Regions from separate parts of the Sus scrofa genome. Here region 1 is linked to region 2. The links are chromatin contacts, called in public Hi-C maps. All regions are on one chromosome and are shown on one strand. The core of a region is the stretch at or near the end of the contact, and the rest is flanking DNA. Distances in the headings are between cores, read along the strand shown. Region 1 holds the start of APBB2 (amyloid beta A4 precursor protein-binding family B member 2). Region 2 overlaps APBB2 (amyloid beta A4 precursor protein-binding family B member 2).

Evidence for each region. Hi-C and Micro-C count contacts between places; a contact is called where the count stands out from the background.
Region 1: a Hi-C map of skeletal muscle shows a contact between it and region 2, with 4 times the contacts expected there. The contact joins the promoter of APBB2 here to the enhancer-like site in region 2. A contact is called at or near these places in 1 of 5 promoter capture datasets (fetal liver), 4 of 47 Hi-C or Micro-C datasets (embryonic fibroblasts, heart right ventricle, skeletal muscle and 1 more) and 1 of 2 datasets of contacts at active chromatin or transcription factors (skeletal muscle).

Annotation. Positions count from the first base shown.
Region 1 is chr8:32,300,671-32,304,388 of Sscrofa11.1, reverse strand. APBB2 (amyloid beta A4 precursor protein-binding family B member 2) reads left to right here and starts at 2,152. Exons shown (of 18, transcript XM_021101154.1): 1 at 2,152-2,609.
Region 2 is chr8:32,246,855-32,250,705 of Sscrofa11.1, reverse strand. The region is part of intron 1 of APBB2 (amyloid beta A4 precursor protein-binding family B member 2); the gene reads left to right. Among named protein-coding and RNA genes, the nearest start is that of APBB2, 53 kb to the left of the region's middle. Within about 2 kb of position 1,250, at least 28 of the 83 cell types and tissues checked have an H3K27ac peak or open chromatin away from gene starts, as enhancers often do. A contact at or near this core is called in embryonic fibroblasts, fetal liver and skeletal muscle, where this site is marked.

The DNA of each region.
Region 1 (3,718 bases), core at 903-3,402, 53 kb before region 2:
AAGGAGTCCTCTCCATACGGCCTGGAAACCGCTATTACTCTAAACGTTCCTTCCTGGGAGCGAGAAAATGTGTGTTGGAGGGGGTCGAAGGAAGCAGGCAGAGGAAGGTTACAAGCTTCCCCACTCCCGACCCCCGCCCACCTTCTGGAAATACATAATTAAGGGAATTTCCTGCTGCAGCCACGACACGTTCGGTGGCCGTTTCCACGTCACTATTAGGGCAGCCGGGAATTTTGCTTTTCCTGGCGATGAATTCCCTACTCTTTCCGCGCGTCCCCTGCGGGACGCCGAATGCCGCCCTCCGCCCCAGGCGAAGTTGGACGGCGAGGAGGCTCGGAAGCCGGGCGCGGGCGGGGGGGCCGCGGCCGAGGGGAGGGCGCAGGAGCGTTTCCTGCGTGAGCGCGGCCGCCGGACCCGGTTCCGGAAGGCTGATTGCATCAGGTGTGGAGCGGGGCGCCTCCTTGGCCCAACCTGGCGGCCACTGCGCCTGCGCGCCCCGCCCCGCCCCGCCCCGCCGCCAAGGACTCCACCGCGGGTTTTCCTCCGGGTCGGGAAGAGATGGATCCCGTAGGGCGGGCGCGGTGTACAGCCCCGGGACCCCGGACTGAACGGGTGGCAGGGCCAGACTCCTGGGGAACCATGGGAAGCTGTGGGGTCCGAGAGAATAGAGTACCTGCGAAAAGGGGACCTGCCTTCAAGGCTGGTACCAGGGCCGGTCTCTGCTGCTGAGGGGCGGGGGCGGACTTGGGCTAATTTCCTTTCCTCTCTAGGCCTGAAGGGCATAGGCTTGAACTTGAAGGCTTTCCAGTTCAGAGCCTGAGTTTTCCCAAAGTGGGTTAAACTGCGGCCCCCGAATGTCCCGTCCACGGGCTGCATAGATAGATCTTGGAGTGCAGCGATACAGCACCAAGGCTGAGCACTTTCATGGATTTGTAGGGATTCCTCAGTGGCAGTATTGTTTTTCTGTTGGAAAGGAGTGACGTTATTGTTGGCCTCTAGGTTGGTCTCAGAGAAACTGTTCATGGGAGAAGTTTGGTGCAAACGTCAGAAACCCCTCCTCCACAAGGCATCTTTCTCCCACCACTCATTCCTTCCGACCCCACTCTAGTCTGCGCTCAGGGTCCCATTATACACCCTTCTGCACACACCTGGTAGATTTCCCCCCTGGCGCTCCTCATGTTTGAAGGGACATTTCGGGGGGATTCTTTAATGGGTGCCTGTCCACCTCGCTGTGCACTAAGCTCTATGAAAGCTGGGGTCTGGGCTTTTTTATTCACTGCCGTCCCCAGGCTAACTATAAGATCTTGTGGGTACTCAATAGATTCATGATGCCAAAGGAGAAAATAATGCCATCCCCAACCGCATAGAGTCCTCTTGCGAAGAATAGGGACTTTCCGGGTGTGAGTTTGCTGTTTGCAGAAGGACTGCACTCCGGAGGTTTGGGGAAGAGGGTGAGTTAGGAGGAGCCATTATTTAATAGCTACTATTAAATTACTTTTAGCAAAATCCATCTGAAAAAGATAGTAGGTGAGGCTGTGTGTTTGTGTAGTAGAGCAAGAGGTCTCAAAGTATGGCCCTCAGACCAGCAGCACCAGCATCATCTGGGAAGTTGTTAGATGTACAGATGCTTCGGCAGTACCACAGACCTACCCATTCAGAGACTGTCCAGCAGTCTGTGATTCCATAAATCCTCCAGGCGATTGGGATGCAGGGTCAAGTTTGATATCCACTGCATTGATGAAGAGCAACCCTAATGATGCTTTGGGGATGCTATTCACAGTGCCTGGGGCAGGCACTGATGACTATTTACTGAGTATCCATTATTAGAACCTTGCTTCTCTAAATTCGAACTATATTTAATATTCCTGGAAGTGAAGAAGAAATTATGCTTTCCCCTCCTGCAGGTATGTTTCTTCCTTGAGGTGATGCTGCTGTGATTTTCACATCAAGGAATGGTGTGTGTGTGTGGGGGGCATATGCCTGGGGTTCTAGATAAGGAGGCAGAAGGAAGGTCTCGCCTACATGTTGCAGCTGGATGGGCGTGGGCAGCTCTCATCTGAGGACATTTTCCTCAGATAAGGGAATGCAGGCATGTGGGAGAAAAGACTAGACAGGGATAATGTTACCCAACTTCCTTTTGCTGCAGACAGACGCCGAGCCATATGGAGGGGATACCAGGCTGCGTCGCATTGGGTCTCTGGCCTGCACTGCTTCTCTGCCATCTTCTCAGATGGTCAGGGGACCAGGCGTTCGCGATGCCCGGAAGCTTCTGCCTGCAGGGGTCGCACTAGGCGCGCGGCCCGCCCCCTCCTTCCCGGCCCCCGCCCCCGGCCCCGCCTTTCTCGGGATCGGCCCCCGGCGGGTCCGGCCCCTCCAGCCTCTCCGCGCAGCCGCCGCCAAAGCCTGGAGAAGTGGAATCTCGCCGGCGCAGCTCCCTGAGCGGGACTCGCGGAGCGGCACTGGGCATGCTCAGTTGCCGGAGCCCGTCTTGGTCTCAAGTAGGAAGCTCGTGCGCTGCACCCGCAGCTGATCGTGGCGCTCCGGGCAGGGCGAGACTGGAGCAGAGCTGCCGGGTGCCGGAGCCGAGGAGAGCGCCGCGCGCACCACCGGTGAGCCCCGCTTTCTTCCTTGCTTTTGCTCTGGACTCCTGGGCGGCCCGGGAGTGCTGGCGGGAGACCTGGGCAGCGGCAGCGGCGTGCGGCAAGTAGCCCGGGCGGCTGCTCCTCTCCTCCCGGCCCCCGAGGTCTGCGCGGCTGCTGCCGTCTGCCCGCTCAGCCGCAGCCACAGCTGCAGCAGCTGCCACGCATCTGCAGCGGGCGTCCGCTGCGGAGTCCCGTGCGCCCTGCGCCCGCGCCGCAGGGCCGGGTGGCACGGTGACTGCGGGCTCACTCCTTGACTCCATCACTCCCGCTTCTCGGCGCCCCCTTTCCCTCCGCAGCCGGGGGCTTGGCAGGGCCTGGGCGGGGAGACAGGATTGGAGGGGCTGCGCCGGGGTGGGGGCTGCGGAAGGGAAAAGTGAGGGTGGGCGCCGGCGGGGAAGAGCGCACACCCCCTTGCCCTGGCACTGGCCTCCGCTGTGCGGCTGGGCTCTTCCTCCCCGGGCGGCAGTGCGCTCCTGCGGGGGAGTTGAAGACCCGGCTGGCTTTTCTAGGGGTTCAGAGCTTAGCCGCTGCAAGATCAAGGGGGAAAAGTTCATTTCCCCTTCAGAGGCAGGGAGCGTTTTAACTAGAAAATGGCTGTGCGAAGGGGACCGAATCAGGAATCCCCTCTGCTGCCCGCCGGGCGGAATGGAGGGTTGAACGCTAGAAATGACATTTGTGCGATGAAAACATTGCTGGGCGGAGGGAGGGATGCGGAGTCCCACAGAAACAATGAAAGGTGATCTTGACGTCGGCTGAGAGATCTAGAACCGAGAGGTCGGGGACGAAGAGCCAAGGGGGCTTGGGACTTGAATTTAAACAAATAGTAAATTGGAGAAATCAGATCTAGAGTTGTGGCCGATTTGTAGTCAAGTTCTGCGCAGTTTAGAGCCACAACTGTTACAGAGGGTTTGTGATGGATTGAGTGGCCGGGGAGGGCCAACGTTAAGAGGAGAATAAGGTCAGTGTTGGAAGCTCAGACAAGACTGGGCACAGTGTTGTTTAAGAAGTTCCTCAGTCACTGCCTTTACCTTGCACCTGATAGGTAAACTACTTAAGGGGTTACCATAACATGATGC
Region 2 (3,851 bases), core at 1-2,500:
GGATTCATTCATTTTTTTCTGCTTTGTTATGTGTTTGAAAGTTTCCATATTAAAAGGTGTGAAATAAAGTAAGAGATAAAACATGAATCTCGTTTGTAAAGGACTGAAGGATGTGAAACTGGCATTTGGGGGGCTCAGGTTCTAGCCCTGGCCCATTTGGCAAGGACCTGTATGACTTGAGTCCTCCATTCAGCACTCTGGGCCTCACAGACTCCCCTGAGTGAGTTCACTGGGTGGGTCCCTGTTGCCTCTAGTCCCTGGAAAGCTGCTCTTTGGAGAGAGACTTGGGGCCCACACTCGGGAAGAAAGGGTCTGGCATCCAGGTGCCATGTCTGTACAGGGCATGGTTTCACTCCAGCTGTGTGTTTGCCAGATCCTTTCTCCACACGTGTCATCTCCTTTTCTCCAGGGAAGCTGGTGGCATTCTGTGATGTGCATTGTTATTGTAAGTTGATAGAATTTCAGACAGAGAGCAAAGCAGTGCCCTGTCATTAGGTGGGACATTTAAGTGCTACATGTGTAGTGACTAAGCGGAGCTCAGGCTCTGGAGCTCAGCTTCTAGAGCCAGCTTCACCACAAGTTGTGTCCCCTGGACCAGGGACTTCACCTACCTTCCTAACAGGGTTGTTGTGAGGATTCAGTGAGCCAGTGTAGGTGGTGTGCTTTGAACAGTGCCTGGCACATGGTAACAGCTCAGTAAGTGGCAGAGGTCATTTTTGCTGGCCCCAGTCGTTTTGCTTATATCTGGGATTTCTAGTTCTAAGAGGCTGTCGAGGCTTAAGGACATTCCGTGTCTTCCTGGTTCTGTCCCTCTCTCGGGGTTGGAAGCACACTGGAGCGCTCGCCGCCGCCCATGGGGGGTGAGTGGGAGAACAGGGTAACCCCGGAAGGCAGCTAGTGACGGGGACTTGCCTCCGAGAGGTCATCCCGTCCGCCTGGCACTTGGATGCTGATGGCCGAGATGCTGAGGGATTTGGTGAGGTGACCCTGGCGGGGCTGAGGAGAATCTGGTCCCCTGGCTGCTGGTTTTTTCTGTGCACGTGCTCAGCTTCCTGACGTCTCCTCTGACGTCCTCCCCGATGCCTGGGGTGCAGTGCGGAGGGAGAGATTCTCCCCATCTTTCCGGTCTGTCTAGTATTTAAGAAAAACCATTGCCTCTGTTGGGAAGGAGAGTCTGGTAATGGCCTGGCCCTGGAGGGCGGGAGACGGGAGGGAGCCTGGTGCGCTTCCTTCAGCCTTCTGACTAATCGCTTAAGCAGCAGAGCTCCCGTCACTTCCTTGCTGATCTCAGACCCTTGTCCTCCCATCCAGGCCGCCAGCCCCTGGCAGCCCTCACATGCTGCGTCTGAATCATCTCTCCATCCTTGTTTTTCATCCTTGATGTTTCCCAGTAAGCAGCATTGTTTCTCCAGCACCCACATAGCAGCATCCTGTGAATTTTTTTTGCCCTTAAGCCTTTTGCTTCCCTCCTTAATGTTATTTCTTGATTGCCTTCATTTTCTTTGGATGCTTCTATTTATTTTCTGTTCATTAGGCTGAAAATAGGTTTACAAGCTTCTCGTCTTTATTCTAGGAATGAGATTCCAGTTTATAGATTATCCACATCCCTTCGCTTTTTCTGCAGCTTTGAGGCGCTTGATAGCGCATGGAAATTTCCTAATAACAAGAAAAGTAAATATGAGACTTGACAGAGTCCATAGCAATTTTATAGAGAAAATAAAGAAAATAACAGACTAGACTTAAAGAGTTGAGAAGGCAGGAGTTCCTGTCATGGCTCAGGGATTAATGAATCTGACTAGGAACCATGAGGTTGCTGGTTCGATCCCTGGCCTCGCTCACTCTGTCAAGGATCTGGCGTTGCCGTGAGCTGTGGTGTAGGTCGCAGACGCAGCTCGGATCCTGTGTTGCTGTGGCTGTGGCTTAGGCCGGAGGCTACGGCTCCGATTAGACCCCTAGCCTGGGAAACTCCATATGCCATGGGTGCAGCCCTAGAAAAAGACAAAAACAAAACAAAACGAAACAAAAAGAGTTGAGAAGGCTAGATTTTTATCGTGGGTTTGAATTGCCATTCACAGACTGTGGGTCTTTGGACAAGTTATTTCCCCTTTTTTCTACCTCAGTTTTCTTCATCTGAAAAATGGAAATTTATAGGAATTGTCAGGAGGTGATGGGTTCTTGCTACCAATTAAGTTTAATAAATATTAGCTAATATTACTGTGGTTGTTGTGATCTTACTTGAGTGTCATTGTATAGTAGTTTTAGAGTGGTATTGCAACTATAGTAGTTTTTTTTTTGAGGTAGATCAGCTTATTTTCTCCATTTTTTATCTATTTCCATTAATTCATTTATTCCTTTTGCCTAGAAAAAAGAGAGAGGGAGAGGGAGAAATTTAAGGCTAACACATTTCTATTGTATGGATGTCTCATCAAGGCTTGATGGGTTTGAGATTTGCCCTAAAATCCTCTCCTGGAGGAGGAGGAGGTGAGGGTGAGTGGAGAGCTTCTTTCTGCCTCTTTAAACTCCAGCTCAGTCTTGGTTTAATACCACCTGCGAAGACCTGGGGGTAGGCTGTGCGTCTGGAGTTCCTCCTTAGTCCAGGTTCACTGTCCTTGATGCAGAGCCTTGGCCAGGGCTCCCCGGCACAAGTGTCAGGCCAGGAGACTGTGTGGTACAGTGGGCAGACCTGCCCTCTCTACTGCAGAACCTTCTCAGCTCTGCTCCGGAACCTCTCTGCTCCTCAGGTTCCTGCTTTGTGTGGGAGCTGGGCGGTGGGACGATCTTGAGGAGCGGGACATGTATAAAGGGCCTCGTACACGGTAGATGCTCAGACAAAGTTCCTTTTCTAGTGTAAACCATGTCTCTGGGTTGTGCGGTGGAAAGCGCTTGTGAAGGAACTTCTGGTTGGAGAGGCATTTTTGCGGGCAGTGGTACCCTTGTGGCACCCTGAACTCTCCCCGCCCTGCCAGAAAGGCTGGTCCTGTAGAGTTGGGACTTGCCTTCAGCCAATGCATGTCATCTCCAGTGGGGCATGAGAGTGACATTGCTTTGTCAAAGTACGTCTTCTGGGCTCTCAACCAGACCTGCTGCCCAGACACGTGCCTTTTGGAAAAGCTTCCTCGGTGCTCCTGATGCTGGCCTGGCTTACAGCCACTGTTTCAGACAAACCAGAGTGACTTTCTAGTGTGTCTAAACCACGATGCAATTTAAAGACCTTTAGTTTGGGGCCTGGCTTCTTAGGGATATAGCAGTCCTTTTCTGAGAAGAGAGTGTACAGTGTACGCTTGTCACCTCTGTCTCGTTAATGAGAATTGGGTGTAGTAATAGCTCATCTGTAGTGCTTTTACATATGTTCATTCATTCAGTTTTCACGGCAGCCTTATGAGTTACGTGCCTTCTGCATGGCATGTGTGAGGTTACACAGCCAGGATGGGGTAGAGCCAGGCTCTGAGCCCAGGCCATATGGCCTTGGAGTCAGTGCCCTTGACCTCATGTTAGATAGAATAGAATTGCCTTGGAAATGGGCTTTGGGGCGTGCAACCTTGACCTGAGGACTGGGGGAATTTGGTAAGAACCAGTGGCTTCTTTTTCTACTGACTCTGTGTTATTTCTTGGTATGTTGTGGCCTGGTTCCGATTTCAATAAGATTCATCCATTGGAGCTTTTGAGTGTCCTGGCAGGTAGGGATGAAGGCAGCAGAGCAAATTTACAAGCCCACCTTGAATATTTGTTCTTTCCATTTGCCGGCTGATTATTCAGTAAGGGTTAGCTTGCTCCAGGGGTGAAAATTTAGGGGTCATGTCTTTGGCTTCTTTCTCTATAGCTAAAATGCTAGACTAAGTGCCCTTCTGGGG